2 separate regions of the Mus musculus genome follow, and region 2 is linked to region 1. A link is a contact called in public promoter capture Hi-C data. All regions are on one chromosome and are shown on one strand. Each heading gives the region's core, a stretch centred on a gene start, on an enhancer-like site or on the middle of the called end of the contact. The rest is flanking DNA. Distances are from core to core; before and after follow the strand shown. Region 1 holds the start of Rbbp5 (retinoblastoma binding protein 5, histone lysine methyltransferase complex subunit). Region 2 holds the start of Zc3h11a (zinc finger CCCH type containing 11A).

Evidence for each region. Promoter capture Hi-C pulls out the DNA fragments that hold promoters and counts their contacts.
Region 2: a promoter capture Hi-C map of pre-B cells shows a contact between it and region 1, with 4 times the contacts expected there. The contact joins the promoter of Zc3h11a here to the promoter of Rbbp5 in region 1. A contact is called at or near these places in 2 of 39 promoter capture datasets (the C10 cell line and pre-B cells) and 1 of 115 datasets of contacts at active chromatin or transcription factors (embryonic stem cells).

What each region holds. Positions count from the first base shown.
Region 1 is chr1:132,474,317-132,482,183 of GRCm38.p6, reverse strand. Rbbp5 (retinoblastoma binding protein 5, histone lysine methyltransferase complex subunit) reads right to left here and starts at 4,817. Exons shown (of 14, transcript NM_172517.2): 1 at 4,657-4,817. The coding sequence starts at 4,675. It overlaps 6030442K20Rik (RIKEN cDNA 6030442K20 gene), which reads left to right and starts at 5,120. Exons shown (of 2, transcript NR_165177.1): 1 at 5,120-5,462.
Region 2 is chr1:133,656,696-133,664,562 of GRCm38.p6, reverse strand. Zc3h11a (zinc finger CCCH type containing 11A) reads left to right here and starts at 3,164. Exons shown (of 18, transcript NM_001276767.1): 1 at 3,164-3,326. Zbed6 (zinc finger, BED type containing 6) reads left to right here and starts at 3,678. Exons shown (of 1, transcript NM_001166552.1): 1 at 3,678-7,867. The coding sequence starts at 4,966.

The DNA of each region.
Region 1 (7,867 bases), core at 3,568-6,067:
CTCAAATCCTCAAGGACCATCAACAGTGATGTCATTCTCAAGCTCTTTGGGGGCCAAGGCATTGAACAACAATTAGCAATGTGAGCTAAGAAACCTACCTAGATTCTTTATCTAATGAGAACTTTTCTGGCAACGACCACTATTCATTTTATTCTGCTATTTGCCATAGAACCAAAGAAAAAGAAAGAATTTCACCATCTAGTTAGCCTTTCCTATAAAATTCTCAGTGGGCACACACAAGTTATTTATGAGTACTGAATGAATAACTGTTGTTTCTTCCGGCCCTCAAGACTTCTTTGTTCTCCATGTTTCATAAAACACTGACACCTTTCCTTGCCCCCTTACTCTTTCAATATTGCCTTCAATTGCATCAGCTTTCCTCCCTCTGTCCTTAAAACCATGTGCGACCTTCATATCTCCATGTTCCACTATAGACCTTCTCTGTACCTGCTTTTTTGGAATCTGAGTTCAGTTAACTTTTAGTGAAATTTCATCTGCTTCTTCAAAAACCTCCTCAGGTCCCCTGTGGGATCCTTGCTTCAAATGGCCTTGGAGCAAGCAGTCCAGGTGTCTCCCATCATATGGGGTAAAGTCTTCATCTCCTTCAAGATTAGGCTGTCAGGAGCTTCTCTCAATAGTCCTATTTGTTTCCTAATTGCCAACAAATTCCTCCCTTTCATACCAGCTTGGAACCATAGTAGCTGGTTTATCTAGACCTTCTGCTGCCTTTAACAGGTGATGGCTCTGTCAGTATTTCTTTCAGAGAAATTCAATTTGTAAGTCTAGATACCATAGGCCATTCCACAGTCTCACATGACCACACCTGTTACATTGCCTTGGGCTTAGTCTTGTCTCCCTAGATCAATCTTTCAAACGATTTCAGGTCTGACTCCACCCACAACTGTACCACAGCACTCACTCAAAACCCTCTGCTGAACAAAATGAACAAAACTCTTTAAGCATAACTTCGAAAAGCAAGGTCAGCCTGGCCCTGGCCAGTACTTTTCATTTTGGATTTTGTCTTTGTACTATCAGCACCTGTGCCAGAACGTAAATTAATCGGGCCCTGAGTACCAGCTGTAGAATACACAATCTCCTGTACTCATTTATTCATGTATGTACTCAGCCATACACTCATTCATGCCTAGGGATGTTTGCTTCACAGAAAGCTCCTACTCCTTTTGTTGGTTGGTGGCTAGGCACTTCCATCTCAGTAGCTCCGTAAAATTTCCCCAAATTTTACATCAATCCCGTCAACAGAGCAGCACTAGCTGCTTTCATATGGCTCCCCTATACTCTAGTGAGATATTGTAACTCTGTATTATACATAATTATTTGTTTCTCTTTTCCTGTTTGTGTTTTTTATCCAGGACAAAAAGCAGTATCTTATACTTTTCAGATGTTACAATTCAATCTACTGAAAAATGAATAAATCATCATAGTCCATGAAAAACAAGATTTAAAAAGAAAATATATTAGAGCAGAAAACATCAGAAGATAGTAAACAAAAGGATTAAACATCATTTCAAAAACTTCTAGGACTGGAGAAATGGCTCAGTGGTTAAAAGCACTTGCTGCTAAGCATGGACCTGGAGTTCAGATTCCGGCATGCACAGAAGCCCAGCACCACCCTGCACAGGCAGTAATCCCAGCACTAAAGGGGGCAGAGATAGAAAGGGGTTTGCTGGCTATCAATCCAACTGAAAAATATGAGCTCCAGGGTGATAGAAAAGACTCTGCCTCAAAGGAAAAGAGCAAAGACTGACAATCCACCACTCCCTTCTCTGGCCTCTTGAGTGCACAAACACCCACACACATGCACACTAACATAGGTATACATCACAGACACACCCATGCCAGAAATAGTCTAACTACACGTGTACATACATAGGGATTATGATAGTTTATTTCTTGGGCCAGTGAGATAGCTCAGTGGCTAAGGATGCTTGCTGCCAAGTCTAAGAACATGAGTTAGAGCTCCAGAACCCACATAGTGAGAGAGAAGTGACTGCCCAAAGTTGTCCTCTGACCTGCACGTGAGCATATACATATACCCCCACACACAAATCCATACACACTAAGTAAGTGATCATTTAAATTTTAAAAATAAAAAATTGTTTTTACTATGAGTTATAGGGAAAGACAAGTTTGAAAACTATCCCGGGCTGGTGATGCAGCATTTGACTAAGTGCACAGGACCAGGGATGCAAGAGGCACTGTCTTCGTAATTTTATCTCCAGTGCATCCACCTGGTACCCAGCAACATCTCAAAAAGTGGTCAGATGGTCACAGAAGTAAAATTAGTATCCTGATGAGGCCACCTGAGTAGCACATCCCACAGCCTAGCCTAGCCTTTTGTTTCCTTTATCTGGCCAGCTGTCCTTCACTGTTTAACTATTCCCACCATATCACCTCTGTTCCTTTTTCCTGCTTGTATTATTATAAAGTTAGTTACAATCACTAACTTTCTCACATAATACTCAGTCATTTCTATAAGAGATTTCTCTTTGGAGCCTCAGACCTCTTTTTAATTGCTGAATCAGCCAATACTAAAAATTCCTGTTTCCCCTATGACCTTTCTGAATCATTCAAAAGAACTTTCCTTGTGACACACACTGTTAACTCTTTCAAAGGACTATTATAACAGCTTTCCTCTTTTCCTCTTATAAACATGGAACATCTCTCTTGGTCTCTACTTCTCCTACACCCTCCTAAAATCACCTTCACCTTAGGCCGCTAAGGAGTGCAAACTGCCCAGAAATTAAAGGGAGCAGGCTTTTCTCAGTTTTCAGACTCAAGTGCTGTCTTGACACTCAACTGGTGTCTATGGAAGGAACTGCTAACCTGTATCCTCCCCTAGCTGCTATACTTAGGGAAATATATGGAAGGTACCTGAAAATGTGACTAGCTCATAGAAGCACTGCATATATTAGTTAACTTATAATTACTTGATCATCCTTTTCCCTCCAGGTAAATAACTAAAGATCTTGTCCCTGACAATATTTGGCCCCTTTCATCTTTTCCCTTCCACCTATTCACACCCAGTCCCAGGGTTTCAATAAGCAGAAACAAATGGTGATCATAAGTCAAGACTTGTCTCCCAAGCTCTCAGTCTACATCCAACAGATCCAAGCTACCTTTCACAATTCCTTGCATCTTATTAGTCAAGCACCATTATTTTGTAGTTCATTTTCTTATCACCACTACACTCAAATACTGCCTCCCCAATGTTTTTTCTTTCTATGTCCCAATTCACACATTCCGTGTATCACTCATACATTGTGGCCTTCCAGACTGGTTTTATATTGTCTCAACATTCATCTATGCATTATAACTCTCCGAAAAACTTTATAAATCAGTGCTCCATCTGAGCTGTTGGTGTATCTGCCCTATCTTCCTTAAAAAGTAAACTGTCCAACCTGGCATCCATGAGTCTCCACAAAATAAACATCATCAACTTAAACTCTTGGTTATCCTCTTTATTACAATATCCACATTTTGGCATAGCAGAAAAATTATCTCACTGAGGGGCAGCAGAGATGGTTCAGTGGTTAAGAGCACTGGCTGCTCTTCCAAAGGTCCCAGGTATGATTCCCAGCACCCATATTGTAGCTCAAAACCATTTGTAACTCCAGTTTCAGGGAATCTGACTCTCCTGGCTCCTGTGGGCACCAGGCACATACATCACTGGTGCACAGTCATACATACAGACAAAGCACCCACACACATAAAATAACAAATTAAAAATTTTCTCATTGGTGTCTTTTATTTTAGATACACCTTTCACATACTTTCATACTTCGTCAGTATTATATCCACAAGCATGCACCCATGCTCCAATAAAGCCGCTATAAAGACAAAGAACACTTTAAAAATTATCTTTGTAAGTGGGCTGGAGAGATGGCTCAGCGGCTAAGAGTACTGACTGGCTGGGCGGTGGTGGCGCACGCCTTTAATCCCAGCACTTGGGAGGCAGAGGCAGGTGGATTTCTGAGTTCGAGGCCAGCCTTGTCTACAAAATGAGTTCCAGGGAAGCCAGGGCTATACAGAGAAACCCTGTCTCGAGAATAAAACAACTGCTTGTGTAGTTCACATTTCCGGGGATCTACACCTCCCTACGGTTAAGGACCTTAAACGGGCAGTCAAGATGACTGGATTCCAAATGCCAACTACGCCACTTAGTGCCGAATTACAACACCCTTACCTATTCCCTTAACCTTTTTTTTATTTTTTATTTTTAAAATAAAATCTGGTTAAGTAACACCTTTCCAGCAAGAGTAATCCCATCTAGGCACCGGATCCCCTGACAGGTCTTCAAAATTGACCCACCCTAGGTCACTCTTCCTCTGACTGCATCTCCAAAACTCTGGTCCTGTCTGATTTGTTACTTCAGCACCTGCGATCTTCGAAATCACAGCTCGGACAAAAAGTGCCTCAATGACTCCACAACTGATCTGAAAGCGGTTTCAGAAAAGTAATGCATTCTCTTCGGACAGAAGCTGGTCTTACTCCTGCTGCTGCAACTCCACCTCACGAGCACTCAATGAACCATCTCCGAAGAGTGTCCCTAAGGTTGCAGCCTGCGGTCCCTCCCGCCCAGGTTCCCTCCTTCCCAATACCGAAGGGTTTGCTAAGTCGCAGGCAAGCCCTCCTCACCCAGCAACTCGAGGTTCATCCCTGCAGACGCTGGCCGCCTGGTCTCCGCACCGGCAACAGTTCCTTCTCCCCCACCCGCTCAGAAGCCCCGCGTCTAAGTGGGGGGCGCCGCGAAGAGCCTGGCGCAAGCTCCGGAGACTTTCGGACTTAGAAGGCCCCGCGGCTTCCGCTTTCCTCCCCCGCCTTCCTTGTTCGTTTTACGTAGCTGTCCACATTTCTCCCTAATTAAAAAAAATATTAAACGCTCTTGTAATCAAACAACTATAATATTATCGAGGGAGAAAAAAATGTCATAGTCAGTCGGAACTCCAAAAAGTACAAGAATGTAAAGCTTTTCTCTCCGGGACCACGTAAGTGAGCAAGAAATTTCAGGCATATCACTAACCCACTAATACTCACAATGCCGTGTGTTCCTTGGGTTGTCCCGGCGGCTGCCTGAGACTCCGCAAGAAAGGTTCCGGGCGATTCTTTCTACCGCAGGAAAGCGGGAAAGGTCGGCCCCTAGTGCAAGAGTGTTGGAGCTCTTTGGCGTGGTCAGAGCGCGTGCTGGCTTGGCTCACCTTACTATGAGTACTATAATTACTATGTGTCTGACTTAGTTTCGTGAAGATTATTTCACGTCTCTAAAACTATGCTATGCATCACATAAAACGGCACGATAGTATTTGTTAGGCCCTTTCCTGCGGTATTACTGTGTACACAACATCGATTAGGGCACAGGAACATTGTCAAGAGAGATGGACTGAGTGTCCCACAGTTCTGTCAGACTTGATGTACACAGAGCAATCAGAGAAGACCAGCTAATGGTAAATAATGGGCGTGGGGTGGGAAGTGTTTATCCAATGTGGTGGGCAAGTCACCCCTGTGTAGCTATAATGACAGTAATCTAGAGGTCCTCCTAACTGACTTCACCGTTATGGGTATTTAACCCTTTCCTTGTGCGTAAAATGACAGTGATAATAATACTACTTAGAGAATTACGAGGATTAAATGAGTTAAGCATATAAAGTGCATAAAAAAATCAGGTGACAGCAAGTATAAGCCATTATTTACCAGTTACTATCTCCTAAATATGTCTTTCATGTAGCCATTTAACCCAAAAACAGTAATTGAGGCTCAGAGATATTGGACAATTTTCACTCCCTTTCGTGTCCAATATTTCCGAAATGCTATCCAAATACTATAGAACCAGAAATAATTTGTAGAAATATTTCTGCACTTCTCACAGTGATTTATTATCAGGTCTCTTTGGCTGTACCCACTGGCTTAGTGAAACAGAAAAAAAAATACATTGTTTCACTTATGAAGTAATAATGATGAACTTTTCACGTGTATATGGGTTTATTTTCTGTAGGCAGACTGTTGGTGTCCCTGGCCATGTTTTTTTCTAATGGAACATGCATTTTGTAAAATTTTCAAGGAAGGAATAATATGATCAAGTTAATGTTTAAAAAATAAAAATTCCTACCCAGTCTTATAGCTCATATATGTAATCTCAGCACTCAGGAAGGAGCCTGGGCTCCCTAGTGAGTCCTGGAGTGAGAGAGAAGAAGGAAATAACATTAGACGGGTTGGGATTTTTGTTGTTGCAGCTGCTGCTGCTGTGCTGGTTTGCTTTGGTTTGGGTTTGGGTTTGGGTTTGGGTTTGGGTTTGGTTTGTTTGCTTTCAGCTCTTCTGGTACTGGTGATTGAACCTAAGCCTTACCTACAGAGCCTACCTATAAGCCTAGCCCTAAAGATCAACCTCTTAAAGACACTGTTGAGTAGGAGTTCCGGTGAGGGGTAAAAACTCTCCAGGAGTTTACTGTTGGCCGTGAAGGATGGTCTGAATCCAATCTACAGGAGAGAAAAACAATCAAGGAGCTTGAGATTAGGAGACAGAATTGGAAGCGGCATAAATGCAAAAGATGTGTGTGTGTGTGTGTGTGTGTGACATGTTTCTGCTTTGGGGGCTCCATTTGCTGGTGCAGAGGATACAGAGAAGGAAACAGCCTGTATAAGGTAGATGTTCTGCCCAGACACGTTGACTAGAGATGATAAAACGTGGACTTCAAAGAGGTCCCGGTTAAAGATGTACTGTATTTTGTCAAGTTTATATATGCATATTTTTGCACTTTAAAAATCTCTGGGGGGGGGGTCTGGGAGACTTTTGGGATAGCATTTGAAATGTAAATGAAGAAAATACCTAAATAAAAAAAATCTCTGAAAAAAAATCTCCAAATTAGTGATAGAGCACGACATGCATGATTATCCCTCAGAATGGAGCCGTAGGGGTTGGCTTGTTGTTGTTGTTGTTGTTGTTGTTGGTTTGATTTGGTTTGGTTTGTTTTTTTATTTTTGGGTTTCTTTTTTATTTTCTTTTTTTGGTATGGTAGACATTGTATTCCTTGTAATTCGTTGTGTTCTACTTTGATTAAAAACTATAATTGGTGGGCTTTGCTTTGTGAGGGCTAATTAGAGTTTATTAATATTACTAATTGTCAAACAGGGTATCTGAAGCTTTGTTTAAAGGGGAGAAATTTTAAATGATTTTTTTCTTCTTGGCCTGGAGCAATTTGTACCTGTCAGTCATGAAAAAAGAACTTGGTTTTTAGCCAGGCTGAACTTCCCTCTCAGTAAGATATTTTCTGTCCTTCATGCAGGAGGCCAGCTAGTATTTATCCCCCTTACTGATAAAAATCATACATTCTAGGCTGGAATGTATGGTAGAGCCTGTGTGAGGCTGTGGGGTTGAGCCTGAAGCACCATGGGGTATGGGGTGGAAACACTCTACCTGGAACCCTTCTGTTCACACTCAGCCAAGAGCTCCTGGCAGCTGGCATAGAGAACATAAGTGTGTTTGAAAGCTGTGTGCTTCCAGCATAGAGACAAGGTTGACAACCACAGCAGAGAGCTGGGGGTGGCATCAAAAATACAAAACAAGGATCAAAGCCTCTCCCGGAAAAAGGGGACAAGTGCAGTCAGTGTTCATTGTCAGCAGAATTACAGATTTAATGTAGTTAAAGAGAGAAAAAAAGGACAGTTACAACACAGCTCTGAATTCCCTGGAGACAAGAAAATTGAGAAGGGAAGAAAAGCACATAGGTAGGTCTGGATGCCATTCCCTGGAAAACAATGGAAGCATACACACACAAACATATACATACAAACATTCACACACATATACATACATACATATATACATACATACATACACAAACACATACATGCA
Region 2 (7,867 bases), core at 1,915-4,414, 1.2 Mb before region 1:
TCAGCCCAGAAAGTAAATTTTTTGAAGGAGCTTCCAAATGTAGAAGTTTTTCACCAAAAAGGCCTGAATTCTGGGCTGAAGAGATAGCTTCTTGAGTAACCGCTAACTCCAGGACCTCAAGGCCCTGAGTTTGATTCTTAAAACTCATGGGCAAGCTCAGGCATGCCCTGGGGTGTGGCACTGTGAAAAGTAGCTTGGTCCCCAGTTGAGCTAAGGCTTGCAACTCCAGAGACCCTGAAGGGACAGTAGAAGTTTCACCTGATCCCAGGCACCAAGCCCCTGTCACTAACAGCAGCCCCCTATAGATTTGTGACCATCAGTCACTGAAGCACAATACCCCAATCCCTCCACACGTAGAGGACATGACCCCTCCAGGTTCTCCAGGGTTTCAAGCCTTAGTTCAACAGGGGGACCAAGCTACCTTTCACAGTCCCACAGTGGGGTTACAATCCCAGCACTGGTGAGACTGCGGCAGGTGGGGTCCTGGGGCTTGTTAGCCTGCCTGCAGTTCCAGGATGGTGAAAGATGGTGAGAGGGGACCATGGCATCTAAGGGATAATGCCTGAAATTGTCCTCTAACTTCCACAGGTCCACACTTGTACACCCTGCACCCCCAGTAATCTAAATCTCTGGTGAACGTTCCCCACCCCCCACTCTCTTTCTTTCTGTCCTGCTCATGTTAAAAACTTCAGAAGACATGCCAATACTCGGCCTGCATTCCATCCCTTTTAGGTACAAATGGGCTGGAGCGAAGAATAACAGCTGTCCCTTTCACTGAAGCATGCTGGTGTTATAGTCTTCCCACACTCACACACACATCTATCTGGATCATATAAGAATTGAGTGTGTCACTTCCGTGTAAACCACGGCTTGATGCTTGGTGTTCACTGCCTGAGAGATACTTACCACATCTTCAGGAGAACTCCAAACTGCCATATGGACAAGGAACATACCCTATTTTGGAATTCTCCAATGCCTAGCTAGTACAGTTATCTAAATATAGCTGAGGGCCAGCTGCACAGGCCTGGAAGGACTGCAGCTGGGAAACTGGGGCAGAACAAGAGGTTCACAGCCAGCCTGAGCTATAGAGTGAGACTGTCTCGACATACAACAAAAGCAAGCCCTCCCCCCCCCCCAATCCCAGTAATAGCAAAAACAATAAACAAAGCAAAGGTTTTTAGAGCACCCTGGCTACCCCTGCATAGGTTTGTCATTATGACTTAAAGTTGCAAGGTCAGATGTCATTTTTGTTTTGTTTTTCCAGATAAGGTTTCTTTGTGTAGCCCTGGCTGTCCTGGAACTCTCTCTGTAACCAGGCAGGCCTTGAACTCAGAGATCCACCTGCCTCTGCCTTCTCAGTGCTGGGACTAATGGTGCTCGCCACCACGCCTCGAATGTTTTGTTGTGGATTTTATTACATAGTCTTGATTAGCCTGTGGTGATCTTATGTTATTGTGGCATAAGAGCTGGAATCAGGGGTGTATACTACTATACCAGGCCCAGAGGCCATTTCTTTCCCAAAAACTATGTGCGCGAGCGTGTGTGTGTGTGTGTGTGTGTGTGTGTGTGTGTGTGTTTCTGTCTGTCTTCATATTAAAGAAAAAGTACAAAATAACGTGAATAATGAGAGGTAGTTGCTCATATTTTTTTCCTTCTTGTCTCTCAACCTTCGTAAATTCCTCCTTCCCCACTGCTCTTCATAACTTCCTGACACCCCCAACTTGGCGATTGAACTTACAATTTTATTTTCATTTTTTAAAAGTGATTGTTGTCGCCGGGCAGTGATGGCACACGCCTTTAATCCCAGCATTCAGGAGGCAGAGGCAGGCAGATTTCTGAATTCAAGGCCAACCTGGTCTACAAAGTGACTTCCAGGACAGCCAGGGCCACACAGAGAAACCCTGTCTTGAAGAAAACAAAAACAAAAACAAAACAAAAAAAAGATTGTTGTCTGATGGGTGTTCCTGTCACAGTATACTTTTAAATGTCAGAGGACAACTTTATGGGTTTTGGGGATGGAATTGAGGCATACATGGAAAGTGCTTTACATACTGCACGATCTTGTAACTTTCTTATCAAACATGGATTATTTTTCTAACACACGTTGTTTTAAGAAAACAAACAAATGGGCTGGAGAGAAGGCTCAGTGGTTAAGAGCACTGACTGCTCTTCCAGAGGTCCTGAGTTCAATTCCCAGCAACCACATGGTGGCTCACAACCATCTGTAATAGGATCTGATGCCCTCTTCTGGTGTGTCTGAAGACAGCTTCAGTGTACTCATATAAAATAAATAAACCTTAAAAAAGAAAGAAAGAAAAAAAGAAAGAAAGAAGGAAGGAGAGAAAGAAAGAAGGAAGGAAGGAGAGAAAGAAAGAAAGAAAGAAAGAAAGAAAGAAAGAAAGAAAGGAAGAAAGAAAGAAAGAAAGAAAGACAGACAAAACTAGCCAGGCATGGTAGCAGATGCCTGTGGCACTAGCACTCAAGGAGAGGAAGAATTGCTAAAGATTGGAGGCTAGCCTGGTCTACAGAGCAAGTTCCAGGTTAGGAGTTCATAGTATATCTGTCTCAAAAGCCAAAACAAACAAACAGATAAATGTGATTAAGTAAAGGAAAGCATCCAGAGCAGAACTTCTGCTATGGAAGTCCTTCAACTTTGCAAGAGAAAAGTAGTTTTTGTTTTTGTTTTTGTTTTTGTTTTTGTTTTGTTTTGTGATACAGGACTCTCTAAATAGTCCTGGCTGTTTTGGAACTCACTATATAGATCTGGGTGTTCTCAAACTCACAGAGACTTGCTTGCCTCTGCTTCTTAAGTGCTGCCACAACAGGTCAGTTAGTTCGGAGCTAATTTTTAATTAAATGTCTATCAGGTTTGGAAGGCTCATTATACACACTCTGGTTAACATAAATTGAATGTTTGGTATCTGGTAGACAGGTTTCTTGCTTCTCTCCTTGATTTTACAACAAAACAAAACTTTCGTGAAGAATAATTTTCTGATAGGCATCCGGGTCCACAGAAAGAAATTCCGGTCCCCGTGCCTCCGTGACACGTGACCCTATGACCCAAGAAGCCATTTTAAGGCTGGCCTCATAGAGGAAACTACAACTCCCAGAATGCCTGCGCTTTGCGTCGTGCTGGCACTTTCACTGGCCCAGCCTTAAAGGCGAGCCTGTAGCCGGGCGCCATCTTTGACGCTGGCAGTCCTGGGTTTCTGCTTGTTCGGCTGCTGTGAGGACGGCGGGCGACCGCAGCTAAGAAAAGAGAAAGACGTGGCAGCACGCGGGAGTCGGAGACATTGTCATCGGTTCGGTAAAGTTTCTGTTCTCTGGTAACTAGACCCATTTTTTGATTCCCGGGTGACTTGGGGCCTGGGAGGGAGAAGAGGGCGAGGGGAGTGGCAGCGGCCTCCCCTCGCCCGACTTTCGGCCTAGCCCGGGAAGTCTGAACCGGGCCCATCAGCACGGCAGCTACCCGGACTCCCGCCGGCGGCCCCGGCCTGCTGGGCTCCTAGGCAGACTTCAGCTCACTTTCCCACCCTCCCTGCCCCCACCCGCTCCGCCCCACCCCCACGGCGCCTGCTCCCTTACTTACCAACCTCTTCCCCCTCCCCCCACATCCGGTGTTCCCGAACCGGGATTCCCGGGTAGCCCCGGAAAAGCGACTGTTTCGGACCCCCGGAGGGGGAACTGACACTAGGTTGCTCTCTTCCGGGAATCAGTTTCTTTAGTTAGCTGGCCCTCCCTCCCGAGATCAGATCAAGTGCCTGGACCCGACTTTACCTCCTCGCCTTCCTCTCTAGGGTCCCACTACTTTGGAGGTTTTCTAATATTCCACATACAGAGTCGAATTCTGGTATCCTATTCCCATTCCCTACCCTGATTACTCTCCCGCCCAAGCCTTCATCCTCGAAGTCAAGAGCTACAGGGACTCTTCGTTCTTGTAGGATTGGTGAGATCGTACGAAGAACACCCCTTAGACGCCCATAATCGGTGCGGATCCCCATGGGGAAGGCTCGTTTTGTTGACATCTACCAGGCTTTGGTTCTGAACCCAGAGAAGGCGGCTGTGCAGCTAGTGGTAGCCATGCTTTCGTAGGGTAAACGTGTTGGTATTGAGGGGAGGGGAGGGGGCCCACGGAAAAGGAATGGAAGTGGTTTAAAGCTTATTTTAGTTTGGCTGCTCATAGAATGTCAATTTATGAGTTATTTACAGGTTGTATGTAATGTTGCTTCAGTCTAAAAATATGAACTCTTGATAGAAACCGTAAATGAAGAATATAGCTTGTTACCTTGTTTTGAAATTTTATTTCCAGTTAATTTTTCTTCAGCCACCTATAGTTTTCAAAATATCAGAACAGAAAGGGCACAGCTAGCGCTTACTGCTAATGCCTAGTATGTGGAATCTGATTTAGCTGGCCGGAATTGACTTTTTAGGTTGTATTGGCAAGTCAGTCTTAAATGATGACTGTTGAGTGGTGCACTAAGCTTAAGTGAAATTTCCTGAAAATATTCCCGAAGTTAAGGGAAAGCCAGTGTTGTTGTCGTGTGGATTCACTAAAAGTACATATTTTAAGAACTGAAGGCATTTCCAGCAGATGAAGTTCTTGATTCGGCAGCAAGAACGTGAACCTGCAATTTGGAAGACTTAACCTTTAGCTGCTCCAGATCCCATGACGGTGGGAAAATGGGCCTCGGTTCTCTTTTCTATAACATAAGGACACTGGACGATTTGAATTTGAAAGTTACAAGAACTCCTAAAGCCCTGCAAGACAGAGTTTGGGAATGTTCTCCATTGCTGTCATTTTTCCTCCAAAAATAACCTGGCTTGGAAATCATCAGTTGAAAGGGAATTTGACTCCCCATAGAAACTGGAGGAAAGGTAATACAAGTGGAGAGGGTCAGCTGTATTTCTGCCAGAGTAATAAACCCACTGAGAGGTTCTGGTCCGCATTGTGGAGACATAAAGAGAATGAGTGTATGTACTCTAAGTGTACCAGTTTCCTCAATCTCTCCTGGCAGAAGATGCAGTACTTTTGGTGATGCTGGGATTCTGGGGTGCGTTTCCATTAATTCAAACACAGACGAAGACGATGTGGTAGAGGGAAAGATGGTGGCAGAAGGAGCGAATAAAGAGACAAAATTGCCTGCTAAAAAGAAAAGAAAGAAGGGTTTGCGAATTAAGGGGAAAAGACGCCGAAAAAAATTGATTCTTGCCAAAAAGTTTAGTAAGGATTTGGGGTCTGGGAGACCTGTTGCTGATGCCCCTGCTTCGTTAGCTTCCGGTGCCCCTGAGCAAGATGAAGAAAGTCTTTTTGAGGGCAACATAGAAAAGCAAATCTATCTGCCTAGTACCAGAGCCAAAACCTCCATTGTGTGGCACTTCTTTCATGTTGACCCCCAATATACCTGGAGAGCAATTTGTAACCTGTGTGAAAAAAGTGTCAGCAGGGGTAAGCCAGGCAGCCATCTTGGTACATCTACTCTTCAAAGACATCTTCAGGCAAGGCATTCTCCTCACTGGACCAGGGCCAACAAGTTTGGAGTCACTAATGGGGAGGAGGACTTTACCTTGGATTTATCGTTGTCTCCTCCTTCTCCTGGAAGCAATGGAAGCTTTGAGTATATTCCTACTGATTCTGTAGATGAAAACAGAATGGGTAAGAAGCGCGATAAGTCAGCATCTGATGCCCTGAGGGCAAAAAGAGGGCGCTTTCTCATCAAAAGCAACATTGTCAAGCATGCCTTAATTCCAGGAACGAGAGCCAAGACATCTGCAGTTTGGAATTTTTTTTATACTGACCCTCAGCACATCTCAAGAGCTGTGTGTAACATATGTAAAAGAAGTGTGAGCCGGGGTAGGCCAGGTTCCCACTTAGGAACTTCAACACTTCAACGACATCTTCAGGCCACGCATCCCATCCATTGGGCTGTTGCCAACAAAGACAGTGGTGCTATTGGAAACGGATTAGATGAGACTGAAACAGAGAGCAGTGATCTCCTGAATGATACGATGCCTGGAGAGAAGTCATCAGGCAGCCAAGATTTAACAGCTGAGGACCTCAGTGACTCTGATACAGATGAACCCCCTTGTTTAGAGGTTGAAAATAGATCTGAGAGTCCTATTCCTGTTGCAGACCAAGATAATCCGGTGCACGCACAAGAGAGAGAAACGACGACACATTGTGAAAATGCAGCCGCAAATCAAATAAGTCAGGCAGTTATTCAGATGATTGTGGAGGATCTGCATCCGTACAACTATTTCTCAACCCCAGCCTTTCAAAGGTTTCTACAGATTGTCGCTCCTGACTATAGATTGCCATCAGAGACTTACTTTTTCACCAAAGCTGTACCTCAGTTATATGATTCTGTTAGAGAAAAAATTTTCTTAACTTTAGAGAATGTTCAAAGCCAAAAGATCCACCTGACTGCTGACATATGGACTCATGACCCTTCCACTGACTATTTCATTGTGACTGTACACTGGGTCTCTTTGGAAACTGCATCTTCTCCCAGTAATGGTGGGACTCCCAATTTTAGAAAGTGGGCAGTACTTTGTGTTACAGGTTTAGCCAAAGACTGTTTGATAACTAACATTTTACAAGAATTAAATGACCAGATTGGTCTGTGGCTTTCTCCTAATTTCCTTACCCCTAGCTTCATTGTTTCTGACAATTCTTCTAATGTGGTACATGCAATCAAAGGTGGTGGCTTTACCCATGTGCCATGCTTCCTGCATTGTCTAAATATAGTGATTCAGGACTTTTTCTGTGAGCACAAAAGTATTGAGAATATGTTAGTGGCTGCTAGGAAAACCTGCCATCATTTTAGCCATTCTGTCAAAGCCCGCCAGATACTACAAGAATTCCAAAATGATCACCAGCTTCCATGGAAGAATCTGAAGCAGGATGAAACTGGCCACTGGATTTCTACCTTTTACATGTTAAAATGGCTTTTAGAACATTGCTACTCTGTTCACCATAGTCTGGGCAGAGCCAGTGGAGTTGTACTTACCTCCCTTCAGTGGACTCTAATGACATACGTTTGTGATATTCTTAAGCCATTTGAGGAGGCCACCCAGAGAGTGAGTGTGAAGACAACAGGATTGAATCAGGTGCTACCCCTAATCCACCATCTCCTCTTTTCCCTGCAGAGACTCAGAGAAGATTTTCAAGTCAGAGGTATTACTCAGGCCCTCAATCTGGTGGACAGTTTATCTTTGAAACTTGAAAGTGATGCCTTACTAAGTGCCATGCTCAAATCCAAGCATTGTATCTTGGCTACTTTGTTAGATCCTTGTTTTAAGAACAGTTTGGAGGACTTTTTTCCTCAAGGTGCTGATTTAGAAACTTACAAACAGATCCTTGCAGAAGAGGTTTGTAATTATATGGAATCTTCGCCAGGGGCCTGCCAGATTTCAAGTTCTGAAACATCTGGCCCTTTAGTTAGGTTAGGAACTGATTCGTTTACTTCTATAAAAGAAGGCACCTCCAGTGCAGGTTCTCTGGATAGCTCAGCCGCAGGCAGTGTTGCTGTTGGGAGCAAAAGCTCCTTGCTCCCCGCTGCGGTAGCAGTAGTAGATGAGTACTTCAAAGAGAAGTATTCAGAGCTCTCAGGAGGTGATGACCCTTTGGTTTACTGGCAGAGGAAGGTGAGCATATGGCCAGCTTTGACCCAAGTTGCCATTCAGTATCTGAGTTGCCCCATGTGTAGTTGGCAATCTGAATGCATGTTTACCACAAATAGCCACTTTCATCCAAAGCAGATCATGAACATGGACTTTGATAATATAGAACAGCTCATATTTCTGAAAATGAACTTGGAGAATGTTAACTATGACTATTCTACATTGATTCTGAGCTGGGACCCTGAAA